3 separate regions of the Mus musculus genome follow, and regions 1 and 3 are each linked to region 2. A link is a contact called in public HiChIP or PLAC-seq data. All regions are on one chromosome and are shown on one strand. The core of a region is the stretch at or near the end of the contact, and the rest is flanking DNA. Distances in the headings are between cores, read along the strand shown.

Region 1 (2,700 bases), core at 77-2,576, 330 kb after region 2:
AATATGAGGAAAAGGGTCCCAGGAGCAGGGAGGGAGCCAGACACACGGCCACTCCCACTGTTGGGAGTCCCAGAGAAAAGGCCAGGCTAAGAGCCACAACTAGAACAGGCATGCTGAGGACCTGGGGCAGACCCCAGTGGTTCCAGGATTGTCCCCTCAGTCTCTGTGAGCCCATGAGAGCCCTAAAAGAGTTGATTGTTTTTGTGACGCTTAATTTCTGTTTTTACACGTATTTTTAATAGCCAAGGATCTTTTTAATTCCGACTGTCCACTTTATAAGGATAAAATTAAAAGTATTCTAGGTTATGAAGGAAAATAAACATTTGAGGTCCAGGGAGAGCTGTGCAAAGGACTTTACCAAGGCATGGAAACACTGCCTAAACTGTTTTTCCTGTATTTTCTTGCAATATGTTAGAATCTCTGAGGCTAGAAGCTGACACTCTCTGTGTTGGGAAAGGAACTCTTCCACTGGATCTGACTCTAGGCTGCCTCTTCCTTCTTGATAGATGCACTTGACAGCTCTCTGTTTCTCTCTGTCTCTGTCTCTCTCTCTCTCTGTCTCTCTCTCTCTCTCTCTCTCTCTCTCTCTCTCTCTCTCTCTCACACACACACACACTGCTTTTTTCACTGCTTTTTTCACTGTGTAGAGAAGTCCCATGTTGCTCTTTTAAGGTTTTTATAACTATGTAATAACAGAATCAATTTATGGTATTAATGATTTACAAAATTTCAGTTTTTTTTTAAAAACTTCATCTTTTCATCATAATGTAGATAGACCTCAAAGACATGGGAGATGGTGCCTAGACTCACTCAAGTGTCAAAGCCACCATACTGTCATTTTACAAATGATATCCGCGTCCCATCATGGGCTAGCGTTCCATCCTAAATTACAGTGTGACTGTTGCTAGGGTCGCCTGGTGGATTTTAGAGTGGTCGGTACACTGGGTGGGCTTCTTACAGGGTGTGAAAATAAACTGATTCCAGAGTGATCTAAGAAAGACATCAGAGCCTGCCAGACACAAATACAGCAGGAAAAGTGACTGAGCAGTAAAGAAATGCTTGTTTTTACTTGAGGTGAAATTTTAAAATATTGTTGTCCTTATTTTGTTTTGTTTTGTTTTGAAGTTTGCATACAGAGTAGTGTGTTTCCTTGTGGCCATTTCCTGCCTTTGTATTCTGAAGGGAGGGAGTGAGGCCTGCTGATCCTCTCCTTTTACTTTTTTGGGGCATCTTGGAGGTTTTGATTAGGTCAGCAGTACCAGTAAGCAAATAGCACAGCAGTGACATTGCTCAGGAGCATCTTATATGTGCGGTTCAGTTATGTCACTAGTTTGGCTAGTTTTCCTCACAAGTTCCTACCATCCTTTAGAACACAGTCCTTGCATCTGATTGTGCCACCAGTGACTTCGTATCTTAAACTAATCAATTAAAATTTCCACACTGTTTTGTGGACATAAAAGGAAACATTTCAACATGTTTTGGGTCTCCAAAGTTAGTTTTTCTTAGGCGAGGACACAAGAACTTTCCTGGCTTCCTCTTGGAGTCCGGTTGGACTTTTCTTCCTTTTAGCAGAAAACCCTTTTCTGATGTCTTCAGTAGTATTCTTGTATTCACCGTTTGAAAGGGAAAATTCTAAGTTCGATACTCCTTTGGGATTTTAAGGAAAACAGGTATATCTTTTACAAGCACTGTAGGACTAAGCTGGTCAGCATGTGATTCCAGTACTGGGGAGGTGGAGGCAGGAAGATGGCAAGTGTAAGGGCAGTGACTGCTACAGAGTGGATTCGAGGGCAGCCTTGAATACAGGAGACCTTGTCTCAAAATAAACACGTGGAACAGCAACAACAAAATTAATAACAACAAAAGAAAGTGTATGTGATGGAAAGTTAAAAGCAGTAGGCCCTCTGTGGAAGAACTTGGATGGACTTTTCTCGTTGGCAAACGGTTGGCATGGCTAACTGGAAAGGCAGGGCTCTGCGGGGTTCCGTGGGGATTCCTTTCCTTAGAAGGAGCCTCCTGAGCTGTCCCCCTTTAGGCCCCTTGTATGAGTCAGCAGAGGTTGCCTGCAGTCACCCTAGGGTTCCTCGCCCAGGACACAGAGAAATGTGTGGGTGGCTTCGATGTAGTTTCAGAGTTGTTAGCACAGACTCTGGAGTCTGCATTAATTGGCTTCCTGGAGCTGCCTTCCCTGAGCTAGGTGGGACTGCTTCACACCTGGAGAGTTTATTACTGCCTAATAAAACTTCATTGATGTGAAAGTCCTACATTGGAAATCCACTGTTGTCTCTGGTGGGGACCCTTTTACATTCACCTTTTAAAAAATGAGGTCGCGATTAGTAGCTTTCTGCCTTTGTTCCCCACCCCCCCCCCCCACCCCCTGGAATTTTGGTAAAAGTATTGTTTCTATGTGAATACAGCAGGAGGTGAAGTAACCCTTCAGATGTGTACTCTCTTTGATCTGGGAGACCTGCCCTCTGTGTAGATGAAGTCCCAGGACAGGATGGAGCCCTGCTTAGTCTGCTCGGCTGGGTGTGCCTGACTAGATGCAGAAGTCAGTTTCAGTCTGTGTTCTTCCTTCTGACGTCACTGCTTTGAAGGACATAGTTCTCCAAGTCTAGGCCGCAGAATTAATGGGATTCTGATAACAAATGGGTGTAAAGGGGAATTGTAAAAATCGATTGTGTTCTTCAGTGAGAGGTG
Region 2 (2,700 bases), core at 146-2,645:
ATTGACAACCTCTTCCTGCAGATGCTCACAAGTCCCCAATCTTAAACAGCTCGGAGGCAGCCCCACAGGATTTCCCGTGCACATGACCACGTACTTGACTTCAAGATGTATCTGTGGTACCTGTACCAGCCCAGGAAGATCACAGCCTATTCCATTAATAGTGGATGATCATTAATTATCCTCCAAGTGTTTACCCATGAGTCCAAAGCAGTGAAGGTAGAAAAAAATTGTATAGAGAAAGGTACTGATTTTAGCTTTATAAATAGTAGACCCCCATGCAACAAATAGTGTAGATTTTAGTGGTCTTAAATTAGTTCAGTCAACTGTTAACATGCCAGCTTATGGAGAAAGAAGTTTCCTAATTGATCCCTGGCACCTAGCAGGGGTGGCATAGCTTACAAGTTTCTTCAGATAACACTTCTTGATTTCCTAAGAACTGGGCATTACCATGACCCCATTTCACGGAAAATGTTTGTTCAAATGTTTGTCCTTTCAAAATCCATATGTTGAAACTCCTGCTGTGTGGCAATATTAAGAGGTAAGACTTTCGGGGAATGACTAGATCAATTGGGATGCGGGTCCGCGTGAAAAGGCCTGGTGCCTTTGAGAAGGGAAGGGAGGTGTGTGTTCTGTATGAACAAAGCAGGGAGACGCCTTCTGGGAAACAGAAAAGGAACTCTTGCCAAACATTGAATCTGCAGGCACCTTGACCTTGGGCTTCTCCGCCTCCTGCACGATGAGAAACAAACTTCCATTATGTATAAATCACTCACTGGAAGATATTTTTAGAGCCATCTGAAAAGATTAAGAAGACGGGGCGGGGGGGGGGGGGTGGTGCAATCAGAAATATGTAACTAGAGCCAAAATGAGTCATCTTGTAAATACTACAGCAGTTAGGAAGTGGGGAGCTGAGAGTCTTCAGAATAGAGTTGACCCCCATTCTTCCTGGTAATCTAACACCTACCATATTGCCTGGTCTATAGTAAGCACTCAATAAACATCTGTGACAGGATTTAAGTGAACAAGTCTGTCATTGTTGGCTGATACAGAAGGAAAATCCCGTGAATAAAATGGGCTTCTAACTCTATCTGGAAGGACGGGCAGGATTTGTACCGATGGAAAAAATAGAACGATGTACTGACAATGGGAACACAGCAGAAGCCAAACTCTGGAGAGAACCTAAGAAATGGGCTAGAAGAGGACTGTGAGTGAGTTTTCCAGACTAGAGCTGAGAGCGCACAGAGCCAAGCATTAAATCTAAATGTTTCTAGGAAAGGTGGGAAGAGATTTATGTAGAGCCTTAAAAACTGGACTGAGGGCTGTGGGCTTTCTTAGGTAAGTGAACAAGCAGAGGCTGAGAGAGAGGCTTGGAGGAAATGCTGTTTGGGGGAGTTAACCTGGAGCTGGTGGGAGGAAAGGATTCAAGGACAGATGCACGAACAGCTTGAGTGTGGTGAGGAAGTGTGGGAAGGGGATAGAGGCGGTGAGCTCTGGGCTGTGTTAGTGCTGAGGTGAAGGTAGGAAAGCCAGCTGGAGCAGATCTGGAAGAAAGGCTGACCAAGAACTCCAAGTGTTCTAGTATAAAAGACGGAGGTGAAGGGCCCAGAGGAGAGACTAAAACTAGGGCCAATAATGAGCTGTAGCAGGAAGAAAGGATACAACCCACTTCAGAAGGCTCTTGTGTTTTTCTGAGAAGTGTTGTCGTTTGGGTGTTGCCAATGGTGTCCAGTGGACTTGGATTCAATTAGGTATTTCTCAAATGCTTCTTTTTAGTCTAGGATGCACTAGATCTTAAGACAAGGCACAACAAACAGTCTCCTGAAGGTCACAGTTAGCACAGCCCATCTCTGACGTGGTCCGAACATTTCCACCAGCTTCCAGTTGAGGAAAAGCAAGTAAGTATAAAGGCCAGTTTGAGTACAGACTGCCTCATGCTGGTCTTTGGATACTGAACTGGAGGTTAAAGGAGAATCATTCTATAGTATGCTTTCCCAACCACCGAAAAGCTGAAATTAATTAATTAAATAAAATCACTGCTAATGGTGAGCACTGTGTTAGGAGGAACTCAGTCAGCGGCTTCAAATCACTCAGCGCGCTGGCTGAGACGAATGGTAGTGGCTATCAAGATACTTGTCACCGAGCCTGGCAACCTAAGTTGCTCTCAGGACCCAGTTGGTGGAACCTAGGTCTGCAAATTGTCCTCTGAGCTCCCCACCCTCTCACACTGAGTGTGACCTCTTTCCTTCTTCCTTCCTTCCTTTCTTTCTTTCCTTCTTTCTTTCTCTTCCTCTCTCTTTCTTTTCCTTTCTTCCTTCCTCTCTTTTCTTTCTTTCTGTCTGTCTGTCTGTCTGTCTGTCTGTCTGTCTTTTTTCTTTCCTTCCTCCATTCCTTCTTCCTTCCTTTCCTTCCTTCCTTCCTTCCTTCCTTCCTTCCTTCCTTCCTTCCTTCCTTCTTTCCTTCCTTTCCTCTTCCTTTCTTTTCTTTTTTTTTTTTAATTCACCTTAAAACCACTAAGTTGTGGTATATCAAAAGCACATAGCAGTATTGGACCCATTAAGCAGAGTATCTTATTTAACCCTTTTACAACCTCATGAGATAAACACACAAACCCTGCATCTTATAGTGGAAAATAGTTGCCTGGATGACAGAGCCAGTAACTGAGTAGATCCACAGAAAGTCCACGCAACATGACCTTAAAGA
Region 3 (2,700 bases), core at 27-2,526, 310 kb after region 2:
ATCCACCAAATAGAAAATGCATTAATTTCTCTTGCAATTTATAGTTGCGAATAAGTAAGGAAAATGATATTTTTACACCATAGGGATCACTCTGTCACTTCTCTTCGGCCATTGGAATTCTTAGGCCAAATGGCTCCCCTGGCAGCCAGAGGAGGACCTTTCTCCTTTACTTTGCCGTGACAATAGGGACAGAGAGGAAGCGGTCACTTTCCAACCAGTTTGTCTTCAAAAGAGGGATTAAAATTGTATGGTGCCAGAGAGAGTTGCTGTAATGTATCTTTTTAAATTACCAGCTTGTTCTTTTCTACTATTTTATAACAGAAAGATAGCTCAATGCCAGCAAAGAGCCTGGAAGCTAGAGTGAGCGGCATCATGGGAAACATGAAATAAATACCCGGCTATATGCTTTATGGGTTTCCGCTTTCATCTTAAACAGGTACCTATTGTGCACTAGACTCATGTTTGTCCACTGCTCTCTTGTTCAGTTACTTTAGATGGAAAGTTAGCAGGCCTTTTCAACATATATGCACAATTCTCAAGAAGATGCAATACTTCCCCCAAGACCATCTAAAAGGACCTTAGATGCATTCTCAGGCAGCTCTATCAAACTCACAGTGAAATGAAGGCTAAGCATACTTGTCTCCGTTGACGTCACACTCTGGTCTCCAGCAGCGCTTGCCACTGAGATAATAGATTGACTTGGAAACCGCCAAGCTGGACCAGACTGGGAAGAACAGTGAATGAATGGGAGCTGAACTTACAGATGAGAAACTTGGGGATATATGCCACAGTTTCTTTTCTTTTTGTTTGGAAAAACAAATATACAAACAAACAAACAAAAAAAAAACCCAGGATACCAACAACTCATAGGAGGAAGACTTTGTTCTGTCTCACTTTTTAAAAGTCCAGCCCAGCCTGGAGTCAAGGCAGTAGGCACATGGAACTGGTCACCGCCCTCCCCTCAACCCCCCCCCCCCAAAACACACGCGCAGAGAGGAAGAAGAGAGCAGAGGGGCCTAGTGCTTAGCTCATTTTCTCTTTAACCTTTCACCTAGTCAGCACCTTTCGCCCCACAGACATGTCTACAGTAGCAGTTTTCATCCTGTGTGTCTCTGTCCCTTTGGTGGTCAGATGGCCCCATCACAGGGTTGCTTAAGACTACCAAAACACATATTTACATTATGACTCATAACAGTAGCAAGTTATAGTTATCAGGGAAGAGCGAAAATCATTTGATGGTTGTGGTCACTGCAACAGGAGGAAGTGTATTAAAGGGCACAGCGCTAGGAAGGCTCAGAGCCACTGCTAGAGGGCTAAACAGTTCCTCACAGTGCTTCCCTCACAGGAAGCCCCTGTCCTGGGTTGATCCGGGATCCTAGACAGTTCACAACACTTCGTCTCAGTCAGTGTATTTGGGAAATAATCTGGAGAAACTGAACTGTGGGTAGAATACAGCCATTATTAAACAAACCCGGGAATAATATGTGAGGATGCTCTTGAGCAATGTTGAAAGAAACTAGAGTCCATGTAGTTGAAAGTTAAAAATACCTGCTACTGAAGTTTGAATGCTTGGTCAGTCCCTTAGACTATTTCCCATTTAGAACATTCATCATGTGGGTGCGACAGCTCTTGAAGCCTTGCTAAGGTTTACGGAAGCTCCATTTACCTCAGGGTGAGTTAGTCAGGTCAGAGCCAGAAGAGCCTTCAGGTGTGGCTGCTGAGATGAACCGAGTAGATTGCTAAATAACTGGAGGGAGGTTCCTTCTTGTGGCAACTGATGCAGAAAGGAAGTTATGACCCATGGATGTCATAGCCAGTTCTCATAGGCTAGAGCACGCTTAAATTACTTAAAGATGCTGCTCTCGGCTTCTCAGCTGGAAGGTGGAAATGATACTTTTTCTGGTTTCTACACTGTCTGGTCAGAGTCCTTCCGTGTTCCCTTTGAACGAGGGGTCTGGGGTGTTTCTCACTGAGTGATCTATTTCAGTATTTTCTAGTCTTTGGCTGTCTCCTCTCTGTTCATCGGATTGTTTTTCACACAGGCGTACTTCCTGTCTTTCTAAGAGTCAAGGATTCTGGACTGTCCCGTCTGTTTTGTACACAAAATGGAAGATCATTAGCCTGAAGTTGGTTTTTTTTTTTTTTTTTTTTTTTTTTTTTTCCCCTAAACCCAGTTTATAACAAAGGAATTTAAAGATATTTTTTCTCCCCGCCCAGAACACTCCTTTACCCAGAATGGTTGCATCTTTCAATCGTCACATAGTTGAAGTAGACTTCAGGCTACCCCAGGGCACATCTCCTGAATTTGTTGAATATCAGTGTGCCCATGAAACACAGAGTGGTATAAACAGGTTCCCATGTTGAAAAATAAAAATCGTAGTGACAACTCATCCAACACTTAAAAAAAATGGTTGGTAAAACATCCAAGCAAGACTTCTTTAGCACTTGTCATAATAATCCTATGTGCGGGTTATTTAAAACCAGATCACCTACTTTCACAGTGCTACACACAGTGCCTGAATGAAGGAAAGAACACTGACCTGGAGATGGTTCCCTGCTGCTGGTGACTCTGATCTGCTTAGCCTCTTCTTCAGATGCCCATCTGAGGGCACTCCTTAGAGATGTTTCCCTTCACAGACAGCTCCAGCCCTGGTCATCTTAGTTTAACATCTATTTCTACCACACTCCATAGCTTCCTGT

Evidence for each region. HiChIP or PLAC-seq counts read pairs in DNA pulled down with a chosen protein or histone mark.
Region 1: a FOXA1 HiChIP or PLAC-seq map of pancreatic cancer cells shows a contact between it and region 2. The contact joins two enhancer-like sites. A contact is called at or near these places in 1 of 484 Hi-C or Micro-C datasets (liver) and 1 of 115 datasets of contacts at active chromatin or transcription factors (pancreatic cancer cells).
Region 3: a contact with region 2 is called in an HNF4G HiChIP or PLAC-seq map of pancreatic cancer cells. The contact joins two enhancer-like sites. A contact is called at or near these places in 2 of 484 Hi-C or Micro-C datasets (Sertoli cells and liver) and 2 of 115 datasets of contacts at active chromatin or transcription factors (epiblast stem cells and pancreatic cancer cells).

What each region holds. Positions count from the first base shown.
Region 1 is chr3:148,899,442-148,902,141 of GRCm38.p6, reverse strand. The region is part of intron 1 of Adgrl2 (adhesion G protein-coupled receptor L2); the gene reads left to right. Among named protein-coding and RNA genes, the nearest start is that of Adgrl2, 54 kb to the left of the region's middle. Within about 2 kb of position 1,326, at least 49 of the 459 cell types and tissues checked have an H3K27ac peak or open chromatin away from gene starts, as enhancers often do. A contact at or near this core is called in pancreatic cancer cells, where this site is marked.
Region 2 is chr3:149,231,991-149,234,690 of GRCm38.p6, reverse strand. All of the region lies in intron 2 of Gm30382 (a long non-coding RNA gene), which reads left to right. Among named protein-coding and RNA genes, the nearest start is that of Gm1653, 41 kb to the left of the region's middle. Within about 2 kb of position 1,395, at least 40 of the 459 cell types and tissues checked have an H3K27ac peak or open chromatin away from gene starts, as enhancers often do. A contact at or near this core is called in pancreatic cancer cells, where this site is marked.
Region 3 is chr3:148,917,122-148,919,821 of GRCm38.p6, reverse strand. All of the region lies in intron 1 of Adgrl2 (adhesion G protein-coupled receptor L2), which reads left to right. Among named protein-coding and RNA genes, the nearest start is that of Adgrl2, 36 kb to the left of the region's middle. Within about 2 kb of position 1,276, at least 61 of the 459 cell types and tissues checked have an H3K27ac peak or open chromatin away from gene starts, as enhancers often do. A contact at or near this core is called in pancreatic cancer cells, where this site is marked.